Regions from separate parts of the Sus scrofa genome. Here regions 2 and 3 are each linked to region 1. The links are chromatin contacts, called in public HiChIP or PLAC-seq and promoter capture Hi-C maps. All regions are on one chromosome and are shown on one strand. Each heading gives the region's core, a stretch centred on a gene start, on an enhancer-like site or on the middle of the called end of the contact. The rest is flanking DNA. Distances are from core to core; before and after follow the strand shown. Region 1 holds the start of CDC14A (dual specificity protein phosphatase CDC14A). Region 2 holds the start of EXTL2 (exostosin like glycosyltransferase 2). Region 3 holds the start of VCAM1 (vascular cell adhesion molecule 1).

The links. Promoter capture Hi-C pulls out the DNA fragments that hold promoters and counts their contacts. HiChIP or PLAC-seq counts read pairs in DNA pulled down with a chosen protein or histone mark.
Region 2: a contact with region 1 is called in an H3K27ac HiChIP or PLAC-seq map of alveolar macrophages. The contact joins the promoter of EXTL2 here to the promoter of CDC14A in region 1. A contact is called at or near these places in 1 of 5 promoter capture datasets (liver) and 2 of 2 datasets of contacts at active chromatin or transcription factors (alveolar macrophages and skeletal muscle).
Region 3: a promoter capture Hi-C map of liver shows a contact between it and region 1, with 2.2 times the contacts expected there. The contact joins the promoter of VCAM1 here to the promoter of CDC14A in region 1. A contact is called at or near these places in 1 of 5 promoter capture datasets (liver) and 1 of 47 Hi-C or Micro-C datasets (fibroblasts).

The regions. Positions count from the first base shown.
Region 1 is chr4:117,803,204-117,806,140 of Sscrofa11.1, forward strand. It overlaps CDC14A (dual specificity protein phosphatase CDC14A), which reads right to left and starts at 1,365. Exons shown (of 16, transcript XR_002343573.1): 1 at 837-1,365; 2 at 1-44.
Region 2 is chr4:117,395,639-117,398,575 of Sscrofa11.1, forward strand. It overlaps EXTL2 (exostosin like glycosyltransferase 2), which reads left to right and starts at 1,573. Exons shown (of 5, transcript NM_001243549.1): 1 at 1,573-2,134. It overlaps SLC30A7 (solute carrier family 30 member 7), which reads right to left and starts at 745. Exons shown (of 11, transcript NM_001136211.1): 1 at 597-745; 2 at 287-388. The coding sequence starts at 676.
Region 3 is chr4:117,509,832-117,512,768 of Sscrofa11.1, forward strand. It overlaps VCAM1 (vascular cell adhesion molecule 1), which reads right to left and starts at 1,380. Exons shown (of 8, transcript NM_213891.1): 1 at 1,220-1,380; 2 at 427-667; 3 at 390-424. The coding sequence starts at 1,283.

The DNA.
Region 1 (2,937 bases), core at 115-2,614:
TGTACTTTTTGGTCTATTCCTTAAAGTAGCAAAATATAACCGATCTGAAAGACAAGTTTAAAAGACAGGACAAAACATGAGAAGCAGGGAAGCTGGGGGGCGGGTGCTAATACACCAGGATCAAAATAACTGCTAGCCATTATTTAAAGACCCCATTAACACGTGGGATTCTTGCAGAAACCTGATCTCTCCCAGAAAACGAGAGACCCCAGAGCACACACGTTAGAGGAGAGAGAAGAGGATCTGACTGAGGGACTACTTGGGGGGCAGAGCTCCCACATCCCTCTTGTTTCAGGCCAACGGGAGCAGGTAGAAGCTGAGGGTACCCGTAGAACTGGAGGTGCAAGTTGGGTTCAGAAATCTCCAGACCTCGGCAGCTGCGGAAGGAGAAGAGAGAGGCGAGCCTCTCCTCTGCAGCTCCGGAGACTTCAAGAAGAGGAAGGGAGGAGGGACAAGGGAGGTGTGGTTGGAGGTGTCCCGAAAACTGAGCCCAGCAATAGGGGGATAAATGCAACGGAAAGGATCCCCCGGAGCAGAATCCCCACGAGCCGCTGCACGCAGGAGCCCGGCAGAGGCCGGCGCTGTCCCATTCCCGGGCGGGGGAGGCCTTCCGAGGGTGCTGCAGAGGGAACCAGGGACGCAAGAAAGACAGAGAAGCCGGAAGCTGAGGGTCCTCGGGGAGAGGATAGAACCGGGAGGGGACAAGAGCGCGCGCGGCAACTGCTGTACCCTGGGGGCCCCAGGAGAAGCTGGGGACAGTGGTTGGGACAGAGAGCCGAGAAGTGAAGAGTTGGGGGAGAGGGAGGGGTGGAGGATGCGGGGCAGCTGCTTCTCACCTTTCATGAACTCGCAAGCCCCGATTAGTTCCCCTGACTCCGCTGCCATCTTAAGCGAGATATGCACGGTGGAGGGCTGGGTCGTGGCCAGCTGAGGTCACCCGCCCCCGGGGGCTTCCCCACTGCTCGGGAGCTAGGAAGCTTGCAGTCCTGAACAACGAGCCCGCCAGAGAGAGGGAGCAGGCGCCGAAGGCGGAGGCGGCTAGGGGGTCAGCGCGCCGGGCGCCCCGGGGACATTCCGTGGGGAACCCGAGCACGCTCCAAGCGGGGCGCACACGCCCCGGGCTGTGGCCACTCGGATTCGGACCCGGCTGCTTTCGCTGCTCCGCCGCCGCCGCGCCTGGGAAACGCAGACCAGCTCTCACGGCCGGGCAAAGTCTTCCCCCGGCTCCCAGAGTGATCATGGAGGAGAAGACGTCTGGCCCCGATCGCGCCCGTGGCTACTCTTGCGGCAGCGGGCAGGACTCTGGTGCCCGCCGGCTGGCAGCAGCTGCTCCGGCTCCTCCTTCGCCACCTCCTTTCAGCAGCAACTCTTCCTCCTCCTCCCCCTGGGTCCGCCCCCAGACCTTCCTCCCCGCCCTCCCTCAATCCCCTCCACTTTCACGGCTCCGCGGCCATCCCTTAAAGGGACAGCCCCGCTCCTTTCTCCGCGCTGGCTCCGCGCCCCAGTTACCAGGCGCCCCGCGGGTCACTAAGAGCCGGTTGCTAAGGCTTTGTTGCCGTCCACCAATTGCTGTACGGGAAACGCGGCCCTGGGCCCAGAGGAGCCGGGCGGGGCCTCTAGACCAGAAACTTATGAATGAAACTGTGGATTGGGAGTGGTCGCGGAGGGCGCTGCTGCTGCCTCGCAGGCAAGGATGTGCCCGCGCCCCTTCGCTTTCTGCACCAAGTCTTCTTCCCACTCCTGATTCTTCGTCTTTGTCTCTCTCATTCTTTACCTCTCTCGCCCCACTCACCCTTGTTCTAAACTCTGGCATGCGCGCGCACGCAAACCTCACACTTAAAGATCTCAAGTCTCCAAGCCCCACTTTACCTATATAGTTAATATTTCAACCAACCTCCATCTCCACCACTGATGGATTTCTATCTTTATAAAAATAAAATTAAAAAAGAAGCCCTACCTCCTAGCTTAGAAGAACACCTACTGGTTTCCTCTACACATAGTGGACTCTGAATTAACTTGTGCTTTGTTCTCGTGGGGTAAAGCGTTCCCATCCGGCTCCCCAAGTCCTCTCATTTGGGTCGCCACTGTCGGCGCAAAATCATCACAAATGCCTAACCTTTATAGTGCACTGGTCCCAGGCGGGGGCGGGGCGGAGGAGCAAGGCCAGCCGGGTGTGGGGGGAAGTGGGAGAGGGAGCGAACCCGGGAGAGGGCCTCCACGGGGGAAAGTAACACAAAAGAATTTCTTTACGCAGTCTCAGCCGAAGCGCTGCAGGGAGTGGTTCATCTCAAAGAAGCCCTTGACTTGTTTCTGCGAGGCCTCTCGCACAGCTTTAACAACTATCGCTGGGTGTCCTACCGGCGTGCCTAATTAGAGGGCAGTCCCTTCCATATGAAAATGGCGCTACAGACCCATCATCGGAAGAGCATGCGCTCTCAGTGGAGTCTCCAGCAACAGAACAGGATTGTGCCAGCCTTCCGTTTCGCAGTCACTTGTTTACCTCTTGGAGGGAGGGGGCGCGCAAGAGTCGACCGCCTGAAGCCGCGCTCTGACGCCGCCGAGTAAAGTTCAACCCTCTGGTCTTAGCCTGCTAGACTATCCAGAAAGCTAAACCTCCACAGAAAATGATGAATGAATATCATTTAGATATTCCGAAAAAAATATGCGGAACATCTCAGTGATTCTAATCAAACAAACCTATGTAAGGTAGTTAAAAGAAAAACCTATCCTAACACCCAAAGCTTTAAACGCTAAGGCAAGAACCACATAAACTTAAAGCTGGAAGAATCACTGAAGACGACCTCCTGCCATCATCCCCTAAATCTTCCCACGAGAAAAAGAATATCTCAAGACAGTTTTTAAAACCGTGTAAGTCGTCAAAAGATGAGTTGTAGTAAGTGTTCCACTCTGAGATGCAGCCCCCAGCCACAGCCAACA
Region 2 (2,937 bases), core at 323-2,822, 410 kb before region 1:
TGTCAAACTGAAGAAGGGTCTTGGCACTCGCGTTTATCGGACTAGGGGGTGGTGGTGGAAGGAGGGAGCGGGGACCTAAATTTTAACTGCTGCATGTGATGGCCCAGAATTTTAAGAAACGTAAGCATGCCAGACCAGTGTGGATATGAGAAAGCAACTCTGCAGCAGAGGTGGTGGCAAAGGCAAGACCTGAACCTCCCGGTGAGCAGCTACGTGGCACTAAGCAAACAGTGTTTCGTCTCCCCCACCCTCTGCTTCCGCCCCAACCCTTTTTCCCTTTGGTTACCAGTTGCTCCAGATGCCGTAGAGTAGTTCGACAAAAGCGAAAGAGAGGTTCAGGCACAGGAAGAAAAACAGGTTCCGAGACGTCTTGTCCGACAGGATGGACCTAGGCATGACACAAGTGGGGAAGAGCCGGGAAAGTCAAAGCGGGCCGGGACCCGGAGGCTGGGTTCTCCTTTCAAGACCCTCCCAGTCCACACTTTCAAAACGAGGGTGTCCCCGACGCTCCCTCCCTGGACCTCGAGCCATCCTTAGGTTTGGGCCTTCTCCCCTTCTGCCAGACATCCCCATCCCGCAAACACAGCACCCCGCACCTAAACCAGCCCGAGATCTTGCCGAACAGATTGAACTTGGGTGGTTTGTATTCATCGTCCTTGATGGACAGGGGCAACATCTTCTCTGCCCGGCGAAGGGCCGGGTCTACACCCCACTAGTAGCGGCTCCGTGGGTGATGGTAGTGACAGTGGTGACGCCTCAGATGGGAAGCCCCGGAGCTTGTCCCGGGCCGCGCGCCGCTTCCAGACACAGACTCAGACACAGACTCAGACACACACACCCGGGAACCCGCCGACTTCCGGCCCGGGCCGCGCAACGCGTCCTGGGACGGGAAAGGGGGAAGGCGGGGCCGAGGGCGGGACTTGCGCGGTGGGGCGGGGCTTACGACAGGGGGCGGGGCTGCGCGGGTTTTTCTGCGAGTTAAAGGTGGTTGCAACGACTCGGTGTTCCAAAGGGCCGACCTGGGGTGGAGTCCCGCCACCTGGACTGAGGAGGAAAGTCCTGAGCTGGCCCTCTCACGGCCTGGGCTGGGTGGGAAGTTGAGAGCCCGCACTCGTCCACCCTGACCGCCTACCGCCGATGTTCCCGGATGCGCTGGCGTCCAGCGCCAGCCCTTTCGCCCTTACCCCTGTTATCATTAAGACCTGATGCCCTGGGCAGCAGTGCTTAAGAACCTAGGCCGCACGTTCTCTCGCCTTCACTCCACAGGAAGCGCAAATGATGGTTTTGCTGGGTGAACCCTGGACACCCACATCCTAACAATCCACCCCGCCCCGCCCCCCGAAAACAGCGCCTGACCTCTCCGTACTGCCACGCTGGAGGCAATCAATAAAGGTCTTCCGAAAGAATTTTAAATGTATTTAAGAGAACCCTTTAAAAGGAGCGCCGACGAGACTGGGTTGGAATGCAGGTTTGGTTAAGGCATTGCTTCCACGACAATTCTCAATCCGCAGATAACCCAAAACTCGAGTTCCTACACGTCCCCTTCACTTCCAGGTCATCCCGGAGGCCGCAGTCGCGGCTCTAACGCTCGTCAGAACCCCACTGCCCATCGCGAGGAAGTGCAGGAAAAACAGGCTCTTTGGTGGGACGCAGGGACGTGCGGAGCTCGGGGAGGCTAGCCCGACGGGCCTGTCCTGGGCACCCACGGTCGTTGGAACTCGTCTTCGGGCGTCTTTCCGGGAAATTGCTTGGGTAAGGTCAGGTGGTCCATCACCTGAATGAGTACAAGGTGTTGTCTTGGGGGAGAAATGGGGATAAAGGACGACCGGCTTTTGGAGGTGGGCTGGAAACTACAAAACCGAGCTTCTTGGGAACAGCCTTATAGTCTAACAGGAAGTGGAGCGTCACCGAAAGGGAGGGGTGGCCGCCCGGGACGGCCCCCTGCTTCAGGCTCTCTCTTTGCGGTCAGCGTTTCATCCAGGTTATCCATCCAGCGAGTGACGCCAAGTCCTTGCACGCTACTGGGTTTGGAAAAAAACAAAAAATGAGCAAGCGAGACGCCCCTTCCGTTTTATGATCACCAAGCTGCAAGCAAATAAATCGGCTGGTCCCACTGCAATCTTCTGCACTCGAGGTAAGGAAATACCAAAATGCTCTCATGTTAAAAATGTTCTGCAGTGAGCATATATGTGTTTTGCTCTCCTTGGAACTTTGTGAGTATGTGGGGTGGTGATTAGGTGGTTTTATTTTTAAAAACATAATTTATGTACTCTGCAATTTTTTTTAAATGTCCATGTTAATTAAAACTGCTTTATAAAAACAGCTAGATTCCAGAAATTAAGTTCTGGAAAGAGTACTTTGCCTTTCTAGGCATATATTTCATTATTTTAACTTAAAGAAATATTTTCAATTAGTAGCATTTATTTATATTTTTAGGAAGCTTTTATATTAGCCATAGACTGAATTTTATTCAACTGCACTGCCAGGGAAACATCAGTGGGTACAAACTGGGTTCAAGATAAATATTTCCATGGCAATTGAGTTTTTCTCCAAAGCTGCTTTATTTCAATATGATGTAACTTTGCTGGGGGGGGGGAGGTGAGGGTATATGGAAGTAACTAAATGTCAGCAACTGATTTGCAGCGTTCCCTTAACTCATCAAGGTCAGCTGGAATTTGAGCTTGTGTTTTTGTATTCTGCCTTTGAAGATAAATTCTGCATTTTATCTTATATTGCTTTGGATGAGAAATTGCTCAGCTGGTTTATAGAGAAATCTGCAATACCCTTTTTCATAATAGCTTTTAAATAAGTTGGAAAAATTGAAGTTTAATTTCAGTTGTATTGGTCCTGGGACTCCTAAGTCCCCACTCCTCACCCCCAAAATATAAGATAGCTATTCCCATGAGGGCCTTCTTTCAAAAGGCGGCAATGCCACTT
Region 3 (2,937 bases), core at 130-2,629, 290 kb before region 1:
GGCCAGGGATCGAACCTGCGTCCTCATGGATATTAGTCAGATTTGTTTCCACTGCACCACCAGGGGAGCTCTAGAAAAAATTTTGATAAAATAAAAAGAACCTTGAAGAACGTCATTTTATGGCTAAGAAAACTGAAGCCCAGGGAGGTTGAGTCTTACAGTTGGCCACCATGTTTATGGCAGAGTTGGAAACAGAAGCCAAGATTTGGGTTTCTGGTCTAGTGCAAGATTCACTCGCTTTCTCGGTGCACTTTGTCCTCTAACCAAGAATCTGGACATGAATACCATACTTAATTGTTATTCTTTTAAAACCTTACTTTAAAAAAAAAAAAAAAAACGTATTTTAAAGCAAAATGGGGAGAAAATCAAATAATCTCTAAAGTACTCACAGTAGATCTCCACTTGGATTCCTCTTTCCCCTTTCAATTCCCGCAGGAGACTGTGCACAGATAGGAGTGTTCATTCTCAAAACTAACGGGATTCATGACCAGCGTGGATCTGGTCCCGTTAGTTTTCACTTTTCCATTCAGAGGACTGTCTATCTGAGTTCTCCAAGAGAAAGACAGGGAGGACTCGCAGTCCGGTGCGCTGCAAGTCAGGGAAGCGGAGTCACCAATCTGCGCAATCATTTTGTCTTCAGGGAAGATCTCGACTTTAACATTTTGAGCTGCAGAGGCAAAAAGAGAAACCCAAACGTACCACGGGTTTGTTTACGGTCCTATTGCTTCTTCTCTGTTCCAGTAGAACACTCAAAATACAACCTGGCTGATCGCCTTCCTAAAACTGCTTTGGACCAACACAAGGCAGCATTGGAGCTGCTGCCAAAAGAAGGTGTTGAAATCACCTTCACTTAAGAGAACTCTCACTTCTGACCTCGATACCCATTGCTCAGAGTTGTTTTGTCACTAGCCAAGTCCAATGTCATTATCGAGTACAGGAAACTAAAGAGATAGACCTTCCTAGAGATGGACTCCAATTACTCACTCATTTGACATGGAAAAAAAAAGGTTACAAAAAGCATCAACTTTGCAGCTTCAACTATGACAGTGAACCAGTAGATAGCAATACTCAGTGGCACAGTGAAAGTTAGGTTAAATTAAGTCCTCTTGCTCTTTAAAAACCCTAGTGCCTTTCTTCACCACCATAGCAAAACTGACCGAAGCCAAAATCAGGGCTAAAATGCAATGCTAGCATTTGGAACAGATCAAGGAGAACTTACAAACGGCAAACACCATCCAAAGTATATTTGAGGCTCCAAAGATCACGACGATATTCCTCGGCATTTTAAGTTGCTGTGTGACGAGGAAACAATGGTTCCAAAACCCTTCTTTGTGTCCTCCCTGAAAGTGCTCAGGAAGAGTCTTGAGCTCCAAAAGCCAGTGAGGTTCAGTGAGGAATGAAATAGAAAGTCTGCTCTTTATAAAGGGTCTTGTTGCAGAAGCGCAGAGGCGGAGGGAAATCCCTTCAAGGGGAAACCCGGACAGAGCCAGAAAAAAAGTTTAACTGACAGCCAGCCAAGGCCAGTATTAACCCCTTCCTTTGCTCTCAGTACTGAAACTCCTGTCTCTGTCCCAGAAAAAGAAAAAACACTCCCAAGTCTATAAAATTCAATCTTTTCCTGATTTTCCTTCCCAAAGCATATCTTTGCAAGAAAGATATGAAGTAATGCTTGCTGCAGAATGAGGCTTTCTGAATCCAATGAGGGGAAAGAGAGAGAAAGAAATAGAAACTTACACTCGAGTGTTGGAAGAGGCTGAACAGTACCATATCATTTGAATGATTGTTCTCCATTATGAAGATATATTTGCAATCCTACAACAGAGATTAAATGTTCTCTTGCAAGAAAAGGGAAGAGATCCCTTCTTTTGATGAGTTGTTTTTTTGTTTTTTGTTTTTTTTTTTTCTAAGGGAGACAGCATGGCTTTTTACTTTTAATTCACAAAAATCGTTCTTTTGACAACAAATACCAACTTTCTGAAATGATGATCTTGAGCAGAGGAAGGAAGTAAAGAAATGCTACCAAAACAAGAGAGGTCATTTTTCTCTTTTGTTTTAGAAAAGTTACCGATTCTTTGATTCAGTGGCTAGCTAGGTAATTGGAAGTCTTTTGCAGACTTAGATTCAAATATATGGAATTCATCTCAGGTGGTAAATCTCTTGGACTCTGTGAGACTTACTCACAAACACAGTTAAAATACGAACAATACTTTGGGTTTGGTATGGGGGGATGCTGACAACAACTGCATGCTCTTTTTCCCCTCCTAGGAAATGACTTTTAAAAGGTATTTTTAAATGGCTGTTTTCGCCTTGTGCACACATGCTCAAGTCTTTGCAAAATGCTTGGCCATCAAATAGAAACCGGAATAGCCACTTCCTTATAGTCTACATGTGCAGTTCTTCCTCCCCCATTGGATCATCCATTCCTGTCATGGTCCCAGACAAGTTCCTGTTCCTCATTGTATCCGCCTCTGCCTTCTCAATATGTAATGCATGGTTTTACACTTCGCGGAGGCACAGGTTCAATCCTTGGCCCAGGAACTTCTGCATGCCATGGGCACAGCCAAAAAGAATTTTAAAGAGGTATTGATAAGCTCCAAGTGCACTCACAGCTTTCTACCTTCTCATCATCTGAGGCCATGGTCTCCAAGACCATATTGGGATGTTGGGAACAGAAGTGTCTGATTCAAGGTTATAGTCCTTGTGAGAGAGACTGACAAAGCAGAGGGTGTCCAGAAGATAATGATGAGGATGGTAGATGACTCCAAACCCCCTGATCTGGTAGGAGCTGCGGAAAGAATGGGATGTTGAATTTGGATAAGGAGCATCCATGAAGCCCTGTGATCATTGAATGATGGACGTGCCTAGGAAGGATATACTTGCTGCTCTGTATTATACCAATGGTTAAAAGTAGGGCTTATTGATAGGTAGTTACTAGAT